Linked DNA regions of Sus scrofa: region 2 is linked to region 1. The links are chromatin contacts, called in public Hi-C maps. All regions are on one chromosome and are shown on one strand. Each heading gives the region's core, a stretch centred on a gene start, on an enhancer-like site or on the middle of the called end of the contact. The rest is flanking DNA. Distances are from core to core; before and after follow the strand shown.

Evidence for each region. Hi-C and Micro-C count contacts between places; a contact is called where the count stands out from the background.
Region 2: a contact with region 1 is called in a Hi-C map of alveolar macrophages, with 3 times the contacts expected there. The contact joins the promoter of CRB2 here to the enhancer-like site in region 1. A contact is called at or near these places in 3 of 5 promoter capture datasets (fetal skeletal muscle and liver) and 5 of 47 Hi-C or Micro-C datasets (alveolar macrophages, epiblast stem cells, heart right ventricle and 1 more).

The regions. Positions count from the first base shown.
Region 1 is chr1:264,065,269-264,069,826 of Sscrofa11.1, reverse strand. The region is part of intron 12 of STRBP (spermatid perinuclear RNA-binding protein); the gene reads left to right. Among named protein-coding and RNA genes, the nearest start is that of GPR21, 110 kb to the right of the region's middle. Within about 2 kb of position 2,041, at least 2 of the 83 cell types and tissues checked have an H3K27ac peak or open chromatin away from gene starts, as enhancers often do. A contact at or near this core is called in alveolar macrophages, where this site is marked.
Region 2 is chr1:264,275,049-264,279,710 of Sscrofa11.1, reverse strand. It overlaps CRB2 (protein crumbs homolog 2), which reads right to left and starts at 2,162. Exons shown (of 13, transcript XM_003122155.6): 1 at 1,975-2,162. The coding sequence starts at 2,074. It overlaps LOC102165127 (a long non-coding RNA gene), which reads left to right and starts at 2,173. Exons shown (of 9, transcript XR_002339005.1): 1 at 2,173-2,298; 2 at 2,824-2,910; 3 at 3,738-3,926; 4 at 4,244-4,311.

The sequences.
Region 1 (4,558 bases), core at 792-3,291:
CCCCTGTCCTCATGGATGCTAGTTGAGTTCGCTGACTGCTGAGCCAGGACGGGATCTCTGTGTTTCATGTTTTCACTCTTGGCCTCTCATCTTTGAGGGTATCAACTTTCTCAGCCTCAAGCCCCATCTAGGAGAAAATGGGCATGGTTACCCTAGATTTTTCATTCACATTTTTTTTTCCAGAAATCATTTTGTGATTTTTTTCCACTCAGTTGATGTGTTTATTAGGTTTGATTTGTTTGCTAGATATTGAAAACTCTCATTTTCTTTAGTATGCCAGTCTTTTTGGCATCAAGATTGATTCCAAGTGAACTAGTTCTAGAGGTCTGAAAACTCTGTACTTTCTTCTTTTTTCCTTTATAGGACTGCACCTGCAGCATATAGATATTCCCGGGTCTAGGGTTCCATTTGGAGCTGCAGCTGCCAGCCTATGACCACAACAACACAGGATCTGAGCTGTGTCTGCGACCTGATCTGAGCTGTGTCTGCGACCTACGCCACAGCTCACGGCAACTCCATGTCCTTAACCCACTGAGCAAGGCCAGGGATCGAACCCGCATCCTCATGGATCCTAGTTGGGTTCTTAACCCCCTGAGCCACAGCAGGAACTCCCATACACTTTTCTTTTTACTTCTGTAGCTTACGTTAGTTAATAACCTTAGAATAAGTGTTTATAGAAAAATGACTTACTTTGAAATTTTTTGTTAGTTGTGCTGCATTGCAGTACACTTGGAATATCCTTGGAGATTATCCATCCATTATATAAACTGTTTATAAAAGTATTGAAGTATGCTGCTACATAACAAGTGAATCTGATATGTGAGAAAAGGGCAGAGAGAAGTGGGCATAAATAATTCACATTAGACTGTTTTAACTGTATTAAATTGGGAAAGCTGCATGCCTTTAGTTTTTATTGGAGTAAACAAATCAGTTTTCTTTGGGGTTCTTGGTTTTTGACTTGCATCCTGTGTTGACTTGCAGCTGGTGTTAACCTCAGACTGATAACTGTTCTTTGAGAGTTGAGATTTCTCAGGGAGAGCATATTTGCAGGACTCAGGCATTTCTTTACAAATCTTGGCAAGGATGTAACCAAATGGTGTTAGTGTACTTAGTGTGAAGTACTACCTGAGTACTTTTAGAACTTAAGATGTTAAAGAAGTGTTCCTGGCCTTACTCACAATGAATGCAAGGAATTTATTTCCAGTTTGAAATGTTCAGCAGATTGTCAGGTTCTCCATATGAATTGGGTGAATTAATTTCAAGTTCTGTTGGTATAGAATTCTACATACACCCATTTTTTTGTTTAGAGTAATACTATTTTATTTATATTGACAAAGTCTTTTATACAGGATGCCATTGTTTATAAAGACTAGTGTCTGGCTTCTTATTTTCATAGCTACCCATAACAGTTTTTTGAGACACCTATTAAATATAGTTGTGATTATAATGAAATATGCCATTGCTTTTACACTCCAGCAATTTAAGACATTGATCAACCACTGTAACAAATGCAAGGATCTTTAGGAACCTAGCTCTATATCTTCTGATATAAACCTTTAAATCAATAAGTGACAATGCAGTGTCAGCCTGTTTGAAAGAGGCTTATAAAAGTGCTAGTGAACGTATTTTTTTTTACAAACATCTAAAAAGCAGTTTAACCTGGAAGGAGAAGTTAAAAGGTGGGCAAACATACATATACAAACTGTTCTGAAAACTGTATTTTTAAAAAGATGAGAAATTCTAGGCATGAATGGATATATAAGAAGAATGAACATTGGGGAAAACTATAAAGTCATCAAGCCTTGAGAGGCAGGGTTGGAGATACAAACATGATCTTGTTCCTGGCTCACTTACTTAGTAGTAGAAAAACCTAGACACTGAATCTTTTCTTTCAAGACTCAGTTAAGGTGTAAGTTGAAAGCCAGAGAGATGCCTAATAAAAGCTTCAGATGTCATTAGCAGGCAGGTTGGCTCCAAGGGTAAAGAAACTTCTTGAGTTCCTTTTTGTGCTAATTTCCCCTATTGGATTGAGTCATAGAATTTAGAGGTCAGTTGATGAATCTTCCTGTTTTGCAGATTGGATAATTGAAGACCAGAGGAGGAATAAAGGGGTTAGGCCATCATGTCCTTTTCCTTTGTACTTTTCACAGTGTGCTATTTTACTTTCCCCACCACCTCAGTGGTGGAACTTGACTCTAGGGTTTCTCTGCTTCTCATCTGCAAATTAAATGAACCCAGAGTAGCCTCAGGTTTATATTTCTGTCATTCTTTATTTATTTTTATTTTTGTTTTCCCAGGCTAGGGGTGGATTCAGAGCTACAGCTTCCAGCCTTCGCCATAGCCAGTGCAGCGCAGGATCTGAGCCACGTCTGTGCACAGCTCATGGCAGTGCTGGATCCTCAACCCACTGAGCGAGACCAGGGATCAAACCCATAACCTTATGGTTATTAGTCGGATTTGTTTCTGCTGTGCCACCACAGGCACTCCCCATCCTTTATTTATTTAATGATTTTATTTTTTCCATTATAGTTGGCTTACAGTGTTTTGTCAGTTTTCTACTGTACAGCAAAGTGACCCAGTCTCTCTTTCTCTCTCTCTCACACACACACACACATATTCTTTTTTCTCACATTATCCTCCATCATGCTCTATCACAAGTGAGTAGGTATAGTTCCCAGCGCTATACAGCAGGATCTCATTGCTTTAACATTCCAAATGCAATAGTTTACATCTATTAATCCCAAACTCCCAGTCCATCCCACTCCCCCCCCCCGCAAGCAAAAATCTGTTTTCCAAGTCCATGAGTTTCTTTTCTGTGGAAAGGTTTATTTCTGCCATATATTAGATTCCAGGTATAAGTGATAGCATATGGTTCTCTTTCTAACTTACTTCATTCTGTGAGAGTCTCTAGTTCCATCCATGTTGCTGCAAACAGCATTATTTTTTTCCTTTTTATGGCTCAGTAGCATTCCATTGTGTATATATACCACATCTTCTTAATCCATTCATCTGTTAATGGACGTTTAGGTTGTTTCCATGTCTTGGCTATTGTGAATAGTGCTGCAATGAACACACAGGTGTATGTGTCTTTTTCAAGCAACGTTTTTCTCCTTTGTTCCTTTCTTTTTTTGGTTGGATGATTTCCGCTTATTTTATGCTTGTGTACTTTTCTTTTTAGTTTTTGTGAATGTAATGTTTGGTTGTTCTGTTTTTTAAGTAAGTTAACCTTATGTCTGCTTGCTTTAGCCTGATAGTCTTATAAGCTCAAACACACTATTAGAAAGAAAAGAGTCTAGATTTTCTTGCTTTCCTTCCCCATGTTCCATGTTTTTGAAATCTTTTTTAAACATCTTCATGTGTGTCCTTTTGCTGTTCCTTGTGTTTATCGTCACTTTTACAATAGGTTTTCGTAAAATAGGTTTTTGTTCCATTTTAGATCTGTATACTGGCTTATTTAAGTGATTGCTTTCCAATCGTAGTTTCCTCCATCCTGTTTCTTCTTACTTTTTTTTTTTATTTAGAGAAGTCCTTTCAGTATTTCTTTTAGAAAGGGTTTAGTATTGCTGTACTCTTTTAGCTCCTGTTTGTTGGAGAAATTCTTTATTTCCCCTTCTTTTTTAAATGATATCTTTGTTGGGTAGAGTATTCTAGGCTACAGATTTTTCCCTTTTAGAGCTTTGAATATATCTTGCCTGGCCTGTGGTGTTTCTGTAGAGAAATCAGCTGATAGCCTTATGTGGGTTCCCTTATGATTAACACTCTGTGCTTCTTTTGCTGCCTTTAGAATCCTCTCTTTTAACTTTTGCCATTTTTATTATAATATGTCTTGGTGTGGGCCTGTTTGGGTTCAACTTGTTTTGGGCCCTTTGTGCTTTCTATATCTTGATATCTGTTTTCTTTAGACTTGGAAAATTTTCAGCCATAATTTCTTGAAATATATTTTCAATCCCCTTTTCTTGTTCTTCTCCTTCTGAAACTCCTATTATGCATCGATTGGGCTGCTTTATATTATCCCATAGATCTCCTATTGCTTTCATGTTTTTTTTCCCTTTGGTTGTTTTTGTCTGTTCTCCTGATTGGGTGATTTCCATTATTCTAGCTTCCAAGTCACTAATTTGTTGCTCTGCATTTTTCATTCCACTCCTTGGGGCCTTTTGCTCAGTTTGCATCCCTGCAAATGAATTTTTTAATTTTTCCACATTCCTCCTATATTTTCTAGTTCCTTTCTAAAGTAATCGTATTATTGTTCATATCTGCTCTTAATTCCTTGATATTCACCCTTAATCCCTTCAGTATTTTCCCTGTCTCCTTTTTGAACTCTGTGTCTATTAGACTGCACAGGTTTGCTTCATTGTTTCCTCTTTCAGGTGAATTCCCCTGTTCTTTTAACTGGGAATGATTCCTGAGCTCCTTCATTTTGCTTATATTTTTATTTTTTGTGAGTGTAGGGAAACCAAACTATAGTCGTGGAGGCCTATTTCTATGCAAGAGCACCCCTTTGTATTTTGTAGGAGGTTCTCTTTATTTTTGGTGTGGGAGTTTGGATATTTGCTCTCTC
Region 2 (4,662 bases), core at 913-3,412, 210 kb before region 1:
TTATTCATTTGCCAACAAATTTTACTCAGGGCGAACACTGACTCTTCAACAGATCCCGATGCTGGGTGCTTGTGTGCAGTTCCCCACGCCCTGCCTCTATCCCACAGGCTCCCACCCAGCTCTGGCTGGAGGAGGGGCCAGACTTGGGGCTGGACTCGCCACCCCTTTGTCATCCAGGCTCCCAGGGTGTGCGGGGAGCGGGAGGGATGTGAGAGCCTGATGTGCCCCATTGTGCTCTGAGATGCTTGGTGCTCTCCTAGCAACCAGCCGGCCTTTGCGGCAGAGAGGGCCTGAGGCAGAGGGGCCCCCACCCCCCCCTCAGGGCCTGGCGGGCTTGGCAGCAGAGCCTGGGGCCCAGGGCATCCAGAATCCCCAGCCCCTCTGGGATAGAGGCTACTTTTCAAGTGACACAATCCCCAGCGCCTCTCCTCCCGGCGGTCAGTACTTGGGTCCAGCATCCAGAAATGCTCAAGACTCCACCACCCCCACCAGCCCTCAGGGATCCGCAGAGAGGGGGCTCCCTCTGGGGGGAATCGCAGGGGGAAAGGCTGGCCCTGGGAGTCCCAGCGGGGCTGTGGGGGGGGGAGTGTGTCTATCGGTGTCCGTTCCCTCCTGTAGCATCTACTTTGTGTTCAGGCTGCTGCAAGGTGCATGTGAATGTACGTCTGAGTAAGAATGCACACATGTGTGCAGGCACACGTCACGTACGTGTCATGTGTGTGCCCACAAGTGCATGCGTGGGGGGGGTCTACGTGTACCTGTGGACACCTGTTCACGTGGTCATGTGTCCCACACTGGTGTGCTGGCAGGTGTGTGTGTGTGTACACATGTGATTTGTGTGTGTACACGCATGTGTACATTTGAGTGATCTGTGCGTGTGCATTGTAGGGTAGGGGACAGGCACCAGCTCACATGCCCCTTGTGCAGAGAGCAGGCCCCCAGCTCCTTTCAGATCTGCCTCAGGAGCCCAGGCTGCAGGCCTGCGGAGAGCAGAGGGGACGAAGGCTGAGAGGCTGAGGAAGCGCCAGGTGAGGGCCTGGGCGGGGGCGGGGGGGGGGGTGTGGGCCCCACACCCTGGGAGTCTGAGGAGGCGGGGGCTCCCCCAGCCGTGGCGGAGCCCAGGCCATTTGCCTGCGCAAGACGTCCCAGTCCTGGCCCCGTAGCTATAGTGACCAAGACAAAGCGTCCCTGGACCCCCCAGGAAGAATCCTAGGCCCGCGTGCAGGAATCCACTTGGACAAAAGCAAAAGCCTCTTGGTGAACAGGGCACGCTTCAGAAAGCCCTTTCAGCTTGGCCTGGGAATGCCGGGTGGGGGCAAGAGTGGACACACGTGTTCCCAGGTGCCCAGCCACCCCCCAGGGACCCCAGAGCCCCCCAGTGCAGGCAGGGCCAGCTCACACATGGAGGGGATGCAGACAGGCGCCCAGCTCCCCTGGATCTCCTTCCCTCTTCTCCACCCCAGTCCCCCGGGCTGGGGTCTCCCGCCCCTACCCCAGGTCACGAGCAGAGACACAGTTCCACCCACTTGATAACTTCAACCCCACAAGTCACGCTGGGATACAGCCCACCGCACCCAGAGAGCCTCAGACACAACTCCTGGCACGGGTGGGACAGCCGTCCCACCTCACAACTTCCACGCACCTACGACCCACACCCCGGCCTGCACACAGCACACATCAGAGCTCCCCAAACGCTGACCTCACAGGCCGGGACACCCGAGCCCCAACACCCCCTCCTGTGCAGGGTACAGCACCCCTCCCGAGATGCACAGAGCCTGTTACCCGGACCACAGCTGGCCACCATCCCCCCACAAAGTCCCCCTCGACCACGCGGGTGCCAGCTGCCCCAGCAGCACTCCCCTCTGCACCCCGCAGTCAGCCAGGCACCCACACGGACAGCCCCCCAGGGTCCAGGGAGTCTGTTTTGGGGGCAGAGCCAGCCCCAGGGCCTCCAAGGCTCAGGCCCCAACTCACCGGTCGGGAGGGCGAGGGCAGGGGCCCAGAGCAGCAGCAGCAGCAGCAGGAGAGGAACTGGGGGCATGAGGTCCTGGGTCCCAGGCCTGGCCAGCGCCATGGCAGCGCTCTGCTCGGCTGGCGGCTGTGGGAACAGGCGGCCTGGCGGGCTCCACACCCCCTCTCCCTCCAACCAGCACTAATGCCGTGGACAGAGGCCCGGCCCCTCCCCCGGCCTCCCGCCTCCTCCCCAGCCCGGCCTCCCCCGCTGCTCCACCTGGAGCAGGGCTCCGGAGCAGGGGCCAGCCACCCCTCTCCCCAAGGCCCCAGGGCTCCAGACTCCAGGTGAGGCCTCAGGGGTCCCCCGTGGGTCTGATGCTCTCTCAGGGCCCACCCCTCTCCCCCTCCTGAGCCCCCCCCCCCGCCTTTGCCTCCCTCCTCTCAGGTCCTGCTGCCTCAGCCTCCTGAGAGACACTTCTGTTCCGAGGGGCTCTTCCTCTCCCCAGACAATGCCAGCGACTCCCAAGACTTCAGCTGCCCCTCACCCCTTCTTCTCTTGGGGCCGGGCCTCCCTCCCAGACTTCCTCTCTGCCCCAAAGCCCCTGGCCCCTCCCGCTCAGCTTGCTCCCTCCCAGGGCAGCCCACCTGAAAAGGCCTCCTTCCCCCCCATCCCGTCCCTCCCCGCACCTGCAGCTGACACCTCCCCCCCATGCCCCACCTTCAACCCACCGCCAGCTTCTAGCAGCTCTTCCTTCTCACTGTCCCTTGGTCCCACCACCCCCTTCCACTCCCTTGGGCCCCACACACTGCCACACACAGCCCCTCCCACCACAGCCCTCTAAACTTTTCTGTTTCTCTCCTGTGGCCTAGATCCCCCGCCTTTGCTGTTTACAACTCCAGGAAACTCCCAGCAATCCAAGGCAGCCCATTCTACTGAACAGCAGCTCTCATGAAGCAGTAAGTTTTCCGGCTCCACTGCTGGAAGTCCTTCTTGTTGTCTAACCTTATAGTCTGCTGCACTTGACATTTGCTTGCTCCAGGCTGGAGGGGGGAATGTTTTGGGTGGAGAGGAGGCATTCTTGTGGGGACCTGACCCAGGAATCTAGGTCATCTCAAAGGCACTACAACATCAAAAAACAGCCCATTCTCCCTCTGCCCTCAGCTCCAGTGAAAGGAGAATCCCCTTGCTGAAAGAACTTCCTGAAATGAGCAGCTGGCCCCTGCCAACTCAGCCCTGTGTGGCCCAATTCAGTGACCATGGACTCGGGCCACGCAGGCCCTATGCTGGGCTCTGGATGTGTCCCTGACACCCAGAGGGCACAGTCTGGAGAGACAGCCCTGTACATTGATGGAGCTCCAGGCCGCACAAGAGGGACAGACAGTGGTCTGGGGCCCGCTCAGGGAAGAGAGCAGTGGGGGTCACACAGGGCACAGGTGGCAGCAGGTGGCTCGGAGGTCCTCCAGCGCTGGGGAAGAGCTCAGAGGTGGACAGGGGTCTGCCTCCCCGCCCCGTCTCCACCCTCTTGTCACGTGCCCTCCTGGGTTTTTGGAAGCCCCCACAGTCCCAAATCACTTTTAATTCCCCGCCTCTCACAGACAACCCCAACCCTACCCCGGAAGCCCGGTCAGATGAGTAGATCCAGGTTTGAGCCCCGCTCTGCCACTGATTAGGGAGTGACCTCAGCACCTGACTTCCTTTTCTGGGGCTCAGTTTCATCATCTCTAAAATGGGGATGACAGTGAGTTGAAGCGGCAGGGCAAGTTCCCTTTATTCTGCTTCTCAGAGATCCAGGGAGCCGCAGAAGGGGAACAGGAGGACCACGAGGCTGCCACAGCCCGCTGGGTCCCCGGATGCTCAGACCCAAACACCGGCTTTCACAGGGAGCTCCGAAGTCAGAAGGGCGCCTAATCCGAGCGCCTGTCCGGGCCCTGCCCCCAGCCCCGGTCCCGCAGCCGCCACGCGCCACCTTGTGGTCAGAACCGGGAGTGTCCTGAGGGGTCCTGGAGGGCGGGGAGGGAGGGATGCGGGATCTCAACAGCACCGGCAGAGGGAGCCCCTTGTGAGCTGCAAGGAGGGGGCCCGGGAGTCGGCGGGTGGCAGGCAGGACTGAGGCTAGACCCACCATCCTGACGCAACCCCCCGGTCCGCACCCCGAGAAGAGACAGTGAGAGTGGGTCAGCCCCTCTGAGAAGACGGTCCATCCGGAGGGTCCACTTCCTCTAACCTCCCGACCTGGGGGAGAGGGCGGTGAGGAAGAGGAAAACAAACCAACACGTAACCTCATTTTAGCCCCTCAAGGACACTGCAAGGGCAGCACTGACGCCATTTTACAGATGAGGAAACTGAGACCCAGAGAGGTGAGACTGGCTGCTCAGAGTCCCACAGCCGGGGGAGGGGTGGTGGTGCGGGGGATGGGGGGTGGGATTCAAACTGGGATCTGCCTGATGCCACCCCCTCTCCCCTCCTCCAACCTCTGACTCTAGGTTGACTAACTGCATTCCACACAACTCAGGAATTATTTGCTGCCTGCTCCCAGGTCAAGGGCACCCAGTCCTGAGGTGCCCACGAGCCTTAGGAGGATGTGGCAGTAAAGCTTAGTGGTTGGGTAGCTTTGGCATCAGGCCCCCTTGGTTTGAATCCTAATTCTGCCCTGTGCCCTTAGGCAAGATTTTGTTGATCTGTTTTACTTTTCGGAACCTTAGTTTCCC